2 separate regions of the Mus musculus genome follow, and region 1 is linked to region 2. The links are chromatin contacts, called in public Hi-C maps. All regions are on one chromosome and are shown on one strand. The core of a region is the stretch at or near the end of the contact, and the rest is flanking DNA. Distances in the headings are between cores, read along the strand shown.

Evidence for each region. Hi-C and Micro-C count contacts between places; a contact is called where the count stands out from the background.
Region 1: a contact with region 2 is called in a Hi-C map of the G1E-ER4 cell line, with 2.2 times the contacts expected there. The contact joins two enhancer-like sites. A contact is called at or near these places in 7 of 484 Hi-C or Micro-C datasets (the G1E-ER4 cell line, the HL-1 cell line, cumulus cells and 1 more), 1 of 115 datasets of contacts at active chromatin or transcription factors (embryonic stem cells) and 1 of 9 other capture datasets (embryonic stem cells).

What each region holds. Positions count from the first base shown.
Region 1 is chr6:88,427,301-88,432,045 of GRCm38.p6, forward strand. All of the region lies in intron 1 of Eefsec (eukaryotic elongation factor, selenocysteine-tRNA-specific), which reads right to left. Among named protein-coding and RNA genes, the nearest start is that of Eefsec, 17 kb to the right of the region's middle. Within about 2 kb of position 2,846, at least 4 of the 459 cell types and tissues checked have an H3K27ac peak or open chromatin away from gene starts, as enhancers often do. A contact at or near this core is called in the G1E-ER4 cell line, where this site is marked.
Region 2 is chr6:88,259,336-88,264,570 of GRCm38.p6, forward strand. The region is part of intron 6 of Eefsec (eukaryotic elongation factor, selenocysteine-tRNA-specific); the gene reads right to left. Among named protein-coding and RNA genes, the nearest start is that of Dnajb8, 40 kb to the left of the region's middle. Within about 2 kb of position 2,991, at least 28 of the 459 cell types and tissues checked have an H3K27ac peak or open chromatin away from gene starts, as enhancers often do. A contact at or near this core is called in the G1E-ER4 cell line, where this site is marked.

The sequences.
Region 1 (4,745 bases), core at 1,596-4,095, 170 kb after region 2:
TGGCCTCAAGCCTGTCAACTCCACCAGCTGCCTTTATGTTTCTCTGTGCTGTTCTGTGGAATCTCTTCCTTGGTGTCAGATGTTTTTTAAGAAAGACTCTGTTCCTTGCATCACACATTTCCATGACCAGAGCCTATAGGCTTCCAAACAACACAGGTCATGGATCCCTGCAGATTGGCCTCTCCAGAGACCAAGCACTGCTTTTCACACACCAACAGTCCATGTGTCTCTCCGTCCTTCTGTTACCTCACCTTTCACCACCACGGCCTTCCTCTAAACTCCACCACACTGGTGAAGTATGTTAATTTAGTCTCAGACAGAGACAAGCCTGTGTATATTATACATGGCATCAAACGCTGCTTATCTAGTATGCCTCCCACCAAAGGACAAGGAGAGTTTCTGACAAGATTTATTTTTATATGTATACTCTGATAGGATTTTAAAACCAAATTATACCTGTCATAAATTTACTGATTCAGATAAGCTCTATGTACAGCTTCACTTGTGGGATTCTACACACACACACACACACACACACACACACACACACACACACGTAATTATTCTCCCATTTTGAAGACAAGAAAACTGAGGTTGAGAGCTTAACTCTGTTAAGTAAGCACAGCAAGAGCAGAGCAAGGAAGGGCACAGACCTGGGTCAGTGCCAAGGCTAAACTGTGTGTCCCACCAGGAGCTCCCAACTGATACAGTTTCCCTCCCTCCTGAAAGACCTGGCAAGCTTCCCTCTGCAGAAGGCGTTTCTCCAAACAGGACCATGTCTTTTCCTTCGGGCTTTCCAGAGCCTGCATGTGTTGGGCTGGCAGAGCTCATATACCTGGGACTCATTAAATGGCAAGCAACTTTGAATTTGATCAATTCTTCCAGAGAGCCTCCACCTGGCCCAGAAGCCCAGGCCTACTTTACCCAGAGGTAAAGCCCATCCACATCCAGCCTCCCCCAAAGCTCAGCGACCCTGACATCATCCTGTAACCATGCACTGTCCTGGCTACTCCACAAGGAACTGTACAACCACACTCCAAAAGCAACATGCAGCACTTTGCACAAGCCAAGGCAGAACAGGGCAAGCACCTGGTATGGCCCTTGAAAGCCACGATATATGCTGGAAAGGAGATACAAGACCACACAAAACACCCCAGCATCAGGGAATCTCCAAACTATGACACTGAGTTCCCTGGGACTAGCTTAGACAAAAGCAGGGTCTCTATAGGGCAGCAGGAAAAGAGGGAGGAAAGGGTAAGCAGGGGAGATGCAGGAGATGAGAGAGAGAGGAAAAGGAGAGGAGAAAAAGAGTGGATGCCAACCTCAGATGGGAAAAAGCAGATGTGTTCTCCATCCTGTTCCATCACCAGGGAAAGCAGGGAAGTATTCCCCCTTCCTCTTCCTCACCTTAAAAAATAAGAATTTCATTTCCTAGGGCTGGAGTAATGGCTCAGCGGTTAAGAGCACCGACTGCTCTTCCAAAGGTCCTGAGTTCAATTCCCAGCAACCACATGGTGGCTCACAACCATCCGTAACAATATCTGACTCCATCTCCTGGAGTGTCTGAAGACAGCTACAGTGTAACTGATATATAATAAATAAATAAATCTTAAAATAAAATTTAAAAAAAAAAGAATTTCATTTCCTTCTCTGAAACATCATTCTTGCATAAATTAAATGTTATTTCCTGGTGCCAGCAGTGCTGAGGGAAAGAATGCCTGACCATCCCAAGGACCCTAAAAGGCAGCTATATCCTGATGCTAAACCCTGCAGGCCTCCAACCCCCAGGCACAGGGCCTGAGAGGTCGGCATCCATTTACTGGTATCCCAGTTGCTACTGCAACTCTCACATACACTCAGGGTATGTCCCCTCATCTGGTAAAGAAAGCAAGATTAGGGAAGGCTCATTTATGTGATCACAGGATGGCTTGCCCAACATTCCCACTTAAGGTCTTTGGGCTTCATGTGCATAATTTGATATAATTCACTGTCTATACACCTCTTAGCTCCCTATGAAGATCTAGAAGCAGACCTGTCTTCCCTACCCTCCTAACAGAATGCAATGCTTAAGGCACAACATGCAAAGCTTATGGAGTGGGACAAACACAAGAAAGTCGACTGACCTCAAGACCCAAACAGAAAACTGTCTCAAAATTTCACCACAAGCAATGCTTACGGAGGGAACTCTACTATAAGGGAACTCGTCAGAACAATGACTCTATCTACATTCCAGACAGAACAGCACCCAGACCATTCTCTCAGAGATACACTCTATCTCTGTCAGCATGTGTCTCTGGTGCACCCACATATTGCTTGTTACAGGGGTCTCACTCATTTTGCTCCCTCTGAGCTGACAGAGACGGAACAAACACACAGCCTAGCTGGAAGTGACCACCTAGAACATGGGTCTCATTCCTAATTGCTAGCCCTACTATGGAAGTGAAAGGACGAAGCCACCCAGAGCCACACAAAAACAACTTCTCATCCCTGACAAATGAGCTTCTTTTGTAAACGAAAGGCTCCAGCATTTTTCAAAAATTCTGTTCCTAGAAAAAAATGTTTGGTGAGCCTCTTTTACAAACCTGATGCAGCAAAACCTTTCTTTTAGACTCAGACCTAACTAGAAGTCATGTGGGTCACAGAAAAACCTGTGAGTGGCCACCCACTAACACTGCACTCAGTGCTGTGACATTCACATTTAAACTAGAAGTCATAGATCAATTAAAGACCACAGGGGATGTCATATCCCTCCTCAACTACTTATGTGGCACCACTCTTACAGACATACTCCCTTTGGATTACATAAGACTAGAAGAAGACGTCTGATTCTATACAGGGCTCAGCCTGGAACTGCCTGTCTCCTTGATTGCTGTCAGGGGACTGAAGTGGTGGACAGCCCTTTGCATCTGGGTCTCACTATGCTTTGTTGTGAGATGATCAAGGCATCAAGTAAATGAGCAATATGGGAAGACCTGGCTTGTCTCCAGTCAAAAATGCTATCCTTGTCTCTATCCTCCTGTCTTATAGCACCCACTACTCCTGACACTCAAGCTGGTCAAGCCTCGGCTCTGTGCATGAGCTTTAAGAGCATGCTCCTGATACAGTCGTCCTATGCAAGACAACTGCCTCCACCTGGGGTGCACGGGCAGCTCAAAAGCCCAGGTGGTTCCCATGGGGATGCCAAGACAAGCTATGGCCATCCTATGCCTTTCCTCCTTTTGTTTCCTCAAGCTGCTGCCATCTGTAGCATTTCATCAGTGAGTGACACCAACATCCTAAAAACACCTGAGATCAGGAGGTGACTGAGGACAGGAAGGGGCTCCCAGTTCTGTAGCAGCTGAAATCTGGTGGGGGCAAGAACTGCATTCCAGCATGTGTCCTGCTGGTCCAAAGGTTTCAGCAGAAGAGTACCATGGAAGAACTGAAAACGGGAAAATCATTATTTAAAAAAAAAAAAGGCATAGTCAATCAATCCCGGGACACCAGGATGCAGGGGAGCCACCTTACAGAATGCAGGGAGCCACCTTACAGAATGCAGGGAGCCACCTTACAGAATGCAGGGAGCCACCTTACAGAATGCAGGGAGCCACCTTACAGAATGCAGGGAGCCACCTTACGGGGGAAGGCAGAATAAAAGAAACAGGGCGGACTGCTGACGTACACACCTTCAAACGCTTCAAAAGTTAAGGCAGATAAGCTTTACATTGATGTGAAAAGGGGAGAAAATACATTTGACCTCTTGCTCCAAACAAAAATCTGCCCATCTGGTTTTTAATTAGGAAGCCGGTGTTTTGCTTCTGTGACACTGTGTAACCTCTGCTAGTGTTGTACAAGACTTGCAACCATATTTTCATTGATTTAAAAAAAAATTAAAAATAAACATTGAAAGAAACAATATTTTTCTTTTTAGGAAAAAGAAGGCTAACAAGCAGCAAAGTTTTGAAGGAGTTGTGTATTTAAAGGCATATATGAGAACTCATCACAACCTTGACTTACAGTTTATTTTGTCTTGACTACATCTGAGGTCATTCTAACTCTGCTGACCTGTGAACCAGCACATGATCGCCCGTCTGAGACTGCAAGCAAACACTGCCCTCTTGTGCACCAACAGCTCTAATCAGCACAGGGTGTGTCTACCCACACCTAGTGGATGGCGGCGTACTGAGTAGAGCTGGGTCTCCCAGCCTAGGGACTTGTCAGGAAAAGGATGACACACATCTGTTACCAGAGTGTTTGCTGTGCATCCCCAGATTGCCTTCTGAGGCAGATTTTGAGATAAGAAGAAGGAAGCTCCAACTGGAGAAATCAGACCTAATGCAATAGATTCTCATGGTTCCTAGAAAACACTCACTCTTCAAAAAGCTGCTGGTTATCATGGGAACTTTTATTATGCACTTTAAAAAACTTTGAGAAATGATTGATGAACTTGCAATAATAAGTAAGTAGCACTTCCATTTACTTAAGAAGTCTGCACAAGGGAAGGAAACCCATTAGGTTCCAGAGGAGAAAAGAATCCCTCAGGTTACAGTTGCTCTAGTGACTCCCCCAAAGCAGACACAATCACTTCCTGGAGACCAAGCTGGAATCTCAAGAGAGCTCTGAAGTCAGTTACTATTCCCCTGTTTTAAGGAAAGGGAACTAGGGATGTGGCTCAGAGGCGGGGCGTTTGCCAGATCCTAGGTTCAATTCCCAATACGGCAACAAAAATAACACAAAGAACTTAAGAAAAGGGCAGAAGACACCTG
Region 2 (5,235 bases), core at 1,741-4,240:
GGACTCAAACTCAGAGACACTCTTGCTTTGCTTCTTGAGTGTTGTGATTACAGGCGTATGCTACCACTGCCCTGCCTCTGACAATGATCTTGAAGAGATCTACCACCTCTCCAAGCACCTTGCACTGGCCCTTAATCTCTGGATTTAAAAAAATAGTACATCCCTAGATAACTGCATTCAGGTTAGGAATGGCTTGTCTCACTGTATGAAGAGTCTGGGCTTACTCTGACAAGCAAAAGTGAGACCGTGGGCCATTTCAAAACCTGGAGGCCTGGGGAAAGCCAAGGACTTGAAGCTGCTAACAGGGCCCTGGAGTGAGGTTGCCTGCCTGAGTGCACACAGGAAAAGGTGTCTTCCTGCAGCGGCCTGATCTGTAGTCCCACAATTGTGGCTTTGCCTCCTCTCAGATGGTGCCTAAGTCCTGGAGTAAGAAGGTCCTGGGCTGGTGCCAGGCCTGCAGGTATCTGAGTCCCTGAATCAGAGCTGGGCCTTCCTCCTGCTGGCACCAGACCCTGACAAATGGTAAGGGCCTGTCTCTCTCTGGTGCCAGGAGGTCTGATTGCTGAAGAGGTGCAGGGCTCCAGAGCGTCTATGCCATGCTAGGGAGACAGGTGTGGCCCAATCGGCAGTCCATCTCATCTGTGATGGTTCTGGTTACACACATCAGCTCAGAGTAGGCAGGGATGCAAGAACAAGTCTGGCATTAGCAATACTGTGGCCATTCAGCAGCTTGGTCACCGTGGCATCACAGGGATATGGGAACAACACTAAGGGTCTACCAAAAAAACCTGTGCCAAGCTCCTGGGGCATGTAGCAGATATCACACTGTTTCTTTAGTGGTCCTTTTTCCTTTGGCCAGGTGGCATAGGCTGAGGAGTTGGAGCTGTACCTACCATAGGAGCCTGGCCCAGCTCAGGCTGAAAATGTCTCTCAGTTCCCTGGGGCTTTCCTTTTAAAGATACTTGGCACTGTAGGACCAGTGGACAACTGGGAGCAGGCATGTGGTCCAAGCCAGGTCCCCTGGAGACTCTAGATTCAGAAGGACTGACAGTCAACAAGCCTGGAAGCAGATAGCCCCAGATAGCGTGATCTTAAGGAAATGATCTTGTGTCGCTGGGAGGGTGGTGGTAACAGCTTTGATATACCTAATGCAGGGATCTCTGAAAAAGACTGCTGGACTCATGGCCAGATGACAGGGACCACCACAGAGATTCCTGGCAGGCTGAATAGGCAGAGGGAACCTGTGATATGGCCAAGTCCATGAAGTGTACGCTTAGTTCTGTAGGAGAAAGGTGCTGACTGGGTCATGGGGGTCAGGAGGCAGCTTAGGGTACCAGCATCTTTAGTCCAGGGGCCCTCAGGCAGGACAGTTTCCCACCATGCCAGTCTATTCTACTGGCTTTTCCTATGTGCATAGGCAAACACAGTGATTCCCACCAAACATCAGCTTCCCTGTCCTGTATCTGGCTTTGTCAGCCTCTCAGCTCAGATGATGTAATCCCTAGAGTTCTAAGAGCAACTATTTTATTACCTTCCAGTCCCTGGCCATGTGTTATCTCTCAGGCCTGCTCGCTACCTGGCCACCGTACCCAGCCTCTCTGGCCATCCTCTGCATTACTTCTTTCCCGTAATTTCATCTCTCTGGTGGATTATTATCTCCATGGTTAGTATATGTTGTCTTTCTGTGACCACTCCCACCAAGGGAGGTTTCTGTCTGTGGTCATGTGGTCTGCACTGAGGACTCTGGCTCCCACCTATCAGTGGTGATGGGGTCCTACAGGGCTGGAGGCAAATTCCCAGTCCAAGAATCCAGAGAGCATGCATTTAGGAACAACTTGTGAGATAGCTCCTGCAAGTCAATGTCAACCAAGAAGTCTGCTCCCAGGGATGCAGACCAGACAAGTATGTGCCACGTAGGCCCATGTGCAGAGGTGTCTCCATGAGGAGCTGAGCAGACCTCACTGGTCAGGGCTGGAGGACCTGAGATACCAAAGAGCTTCAGGCTTGCCCAACGTCCTGCAGTGGGGGAGGGGGCAGACCTGGTGACCAAGGTTGTCTGATCCCCATCTGTGTTTGAGTACCAGAGAACCACACATCAGTTAGAGGGGGCCTGAAACCAAGAGAAGATGAGACAAATCCCCTTGCTGTAGTAAACTCATGCTCAGTAGGACTGAGTATCATCAGTGAGCATTTAAAAACAGACTCGTGCTAGGGGCAAGGGGCTAGAGATGGCTTATTCGGTAATAAGCTTGCAAGCTGGAGGATCTGAGTTCAGATCCCCAGAAGCCAGGGAAAGTGGTGTGCACCTATAATCTTAGCATCTAGGAGGTGAAGAAAGGAGATTCCTGGGGCTTTCTGGCCAGACAATCTAGCTGAGTTTTGTGAACTCCAGGTTCAGTGAGAGAGTCTCTCTCTCTCTCTCTCTATATATATATATATGTGTGTGTGTGTATGTATGTATATAGGGTCAATAACAGGAAGACACCCAAAGTTGACCTTTGTCCTCTATACAAAAGATGTATTCTAAATTTAGTTAAAAAAATGCAGCAGGCAGAACTTTCAGAAGAACCCTACCAGCTCCGAGCTGTATTTGTATCTTTATCCATACCACATTCATACCCACCTGCACTAATCTCTATTACACACATTTACATGATAACCCCTCCATGCCACACACACCTGGATGCATTCCACCCAGATGAACAGGGCATCGGTGAGGCCTGGGAAAACCATGCCTGCCCTTGAATTGTCCAGAGAGCAGTCTGGCTCAGACATCATGCTGGACTGGTCCTCTCCCTGGGAGGGTGGGTGTTGGGTTGAGGTAGGCCATAATGTCCTCTGTTCAGGAGGCCCACTCTCCCTAGCCACCATGTCCTACAGCGGTCCTGGAGCCTGCTCTACTCTCTTTTGAGCCCAGGCATAGTGAGGGTGGCAGTGACCCAGTGTGACACCACTGCTCATGGCTTCCCATGGGGACCTCTCCCAGGGCCTGGCTGGCCTTTCTCACTGTGCGCCAGCCCCACACAAAGGCACAATGGGCTGCAGGCGGCTGGGTCTTGGCTCTGCTGGGCAATCAGGGAAGAATGTGGGAAGTGAAGTTTTTCAAGCCTAGCGCGGTGCCGCCCGGCAGTGGCCATCAAAGGCCAGCAAATTGCCTCCAATTGCTGGCGTCGCTTTCATGTCAGGGGCCAGACTAGAAGAGGGGCCTTCACACTGGTGGGTAGCTGGCACCCCCCAGTGGGAACGGATCCCTTGTAAGCATCTTAGGGTCAGAAGCCCCCTCAGGGGCTCACTGAAGCCACATCAGCTATCAGGGGGCTGTAGAAGCAGGGCAGAGGGGGAATGGGCTTAGGGGTTTTCCTGGGGCAGCATCCTGGTAAGGACTGCTGGGCTGGCAGCTGGATAGCCACAGGGTCCAAGTTCAACAGGCTTGTAGCTGGACAAGACACGGGGCCATGCTCAACAGAACTCTGAGCAGAAGTGACGTGCTTCTGCACAGGGGCCTGCTGCTGCTGCTGGCAAAGGTAGAAGCTAATTGGGTGGAGTCAGGGTGCTGGCTATAAGGCTTGGGCTGGTCTGACAGTAACATCTGATAGACAGGAGGCTTCTGTTACACAGGATTTGCAGGGGTCCAGATGAGGTGAGCCAAGGTGTATGTTCTCCATTGAGCTGTGTGATGAAGCTGAATCTGAATGTGGTTCTCCTGTCTGCCACAACAGACTGTCATCAGCTCCTCACCTGGCTGGGGACAGGCAGAAGGACAGATCTGGGGAGAGAAATCCACTTCCTCCTGGGCTCCCTCTGAACTTGTGTGGGAGTGACTGCGTCTACCTGCTGTGTGTTTAGGTGAGGCCCTGTGCTCACAGACTCACAAGCCTATCCCTGCCAGCTGTGGTACCAGCTCCCTGCTTTCCCTCTTTCCTTCTCTGCAACGGTCATGTATGTAAACAAAGATGCAATTTGCTTTAAAGAGATAAGGTGATTAATTTTTTTTTAAAGAAAGAAGCAGAACTGTATTCTGCTGTCCCAGTAACAAAAGGAATTAGGGGAGGGGGTGGCAGGCAGGCTGTGTAACCACAGAACCAAGTCCCTCTGAGGCTCTGGAGCACACTTGATGGCTCGCATACCTCTTTGATTGGGAGGAAACAGAGGCAACGGGCCCTGCATGCCCATTTTGATGTCTTAATGTTGCCTAATTCCTTCTTTAATTTATATTAAGCTTCTTAGCAACAACAATGAATTCTTCAAAAACAAAAAAGGACCCTTTGCAGAGATATTCCCGCACCAAGTTAACTGAAGACGCAATGCAGCCCAGCTTTGGAGATTGAGGTACTTTGGAGATAGGGGTGTGTGCGGAGGAAAAATGGCATAGTATGTATAAGCTTTCTAAAAAAGAAAACCAAAATCACTCTAATCCAGACAGGAAATGACTTGGTCTTGAGACTCAGATGGAGGCTTTGCCTATGGAGGGCAGCCTAGGGAGACATTTTCTGTCAGCCATTGAGCTGTCAACCACCTAAGGCCAGCTTCCTACTACTTGATCCTGAGAGGTTGCCACCCCATGAGGTAACTGCAGCTCCTTGAAGCATGTGTTGGCACTAAGACATCCCCAGGTCCAGGTCCTCACTGACAAGGAGGCACTTCATGTGCAACATGGAACCCTGGACTTTCTGGCAATCCTACCCCAAGCCCCTGTGCACAGTGAGGGCTAACATATGCTCCTTAAAGGTTCCAGGGCCTCTTCAGTGCAGGTCCTGTTGATTGGGCCATGGTTTAGTCTATGTGAACTTCCCAGTCACTGTTGCAAGCCCCTCTCTGCTTATTCACCTCTGTGCTGTCCAAAATCCTTTTAGAACAAATCTTAACCATCTCTCCCAGTTCAGCCTCTCCTGAAGAAATCTCTAGATCCCCACATGTGCTCAGATGGTCTATAATGCCTAGGTACCACATTGCCTGCCTCCTACAGAACCTTTCTCATGCTTCAGCTGCCTCAGTTCCAGTCTCTGCTGGGCTCCCTCACTGGATTGATTATGGCAACTGCCTTAGTGCCTTCTGCCTAGACTTTCAATAAGAGGAGTGTTGTACCTTGGTAGTCTTCCTCCTGGGATCAAGGCCCTGAACTTTCCTCTGAGACTTCAGCAAGGCCATATTAGTCCTTTCAGCTTGCCTGGAACCAGCAGAAGGGTTCCTGAGTATGGTTCTGTTCCAGACAGCCTCTAAACCCACAGAGGCTGG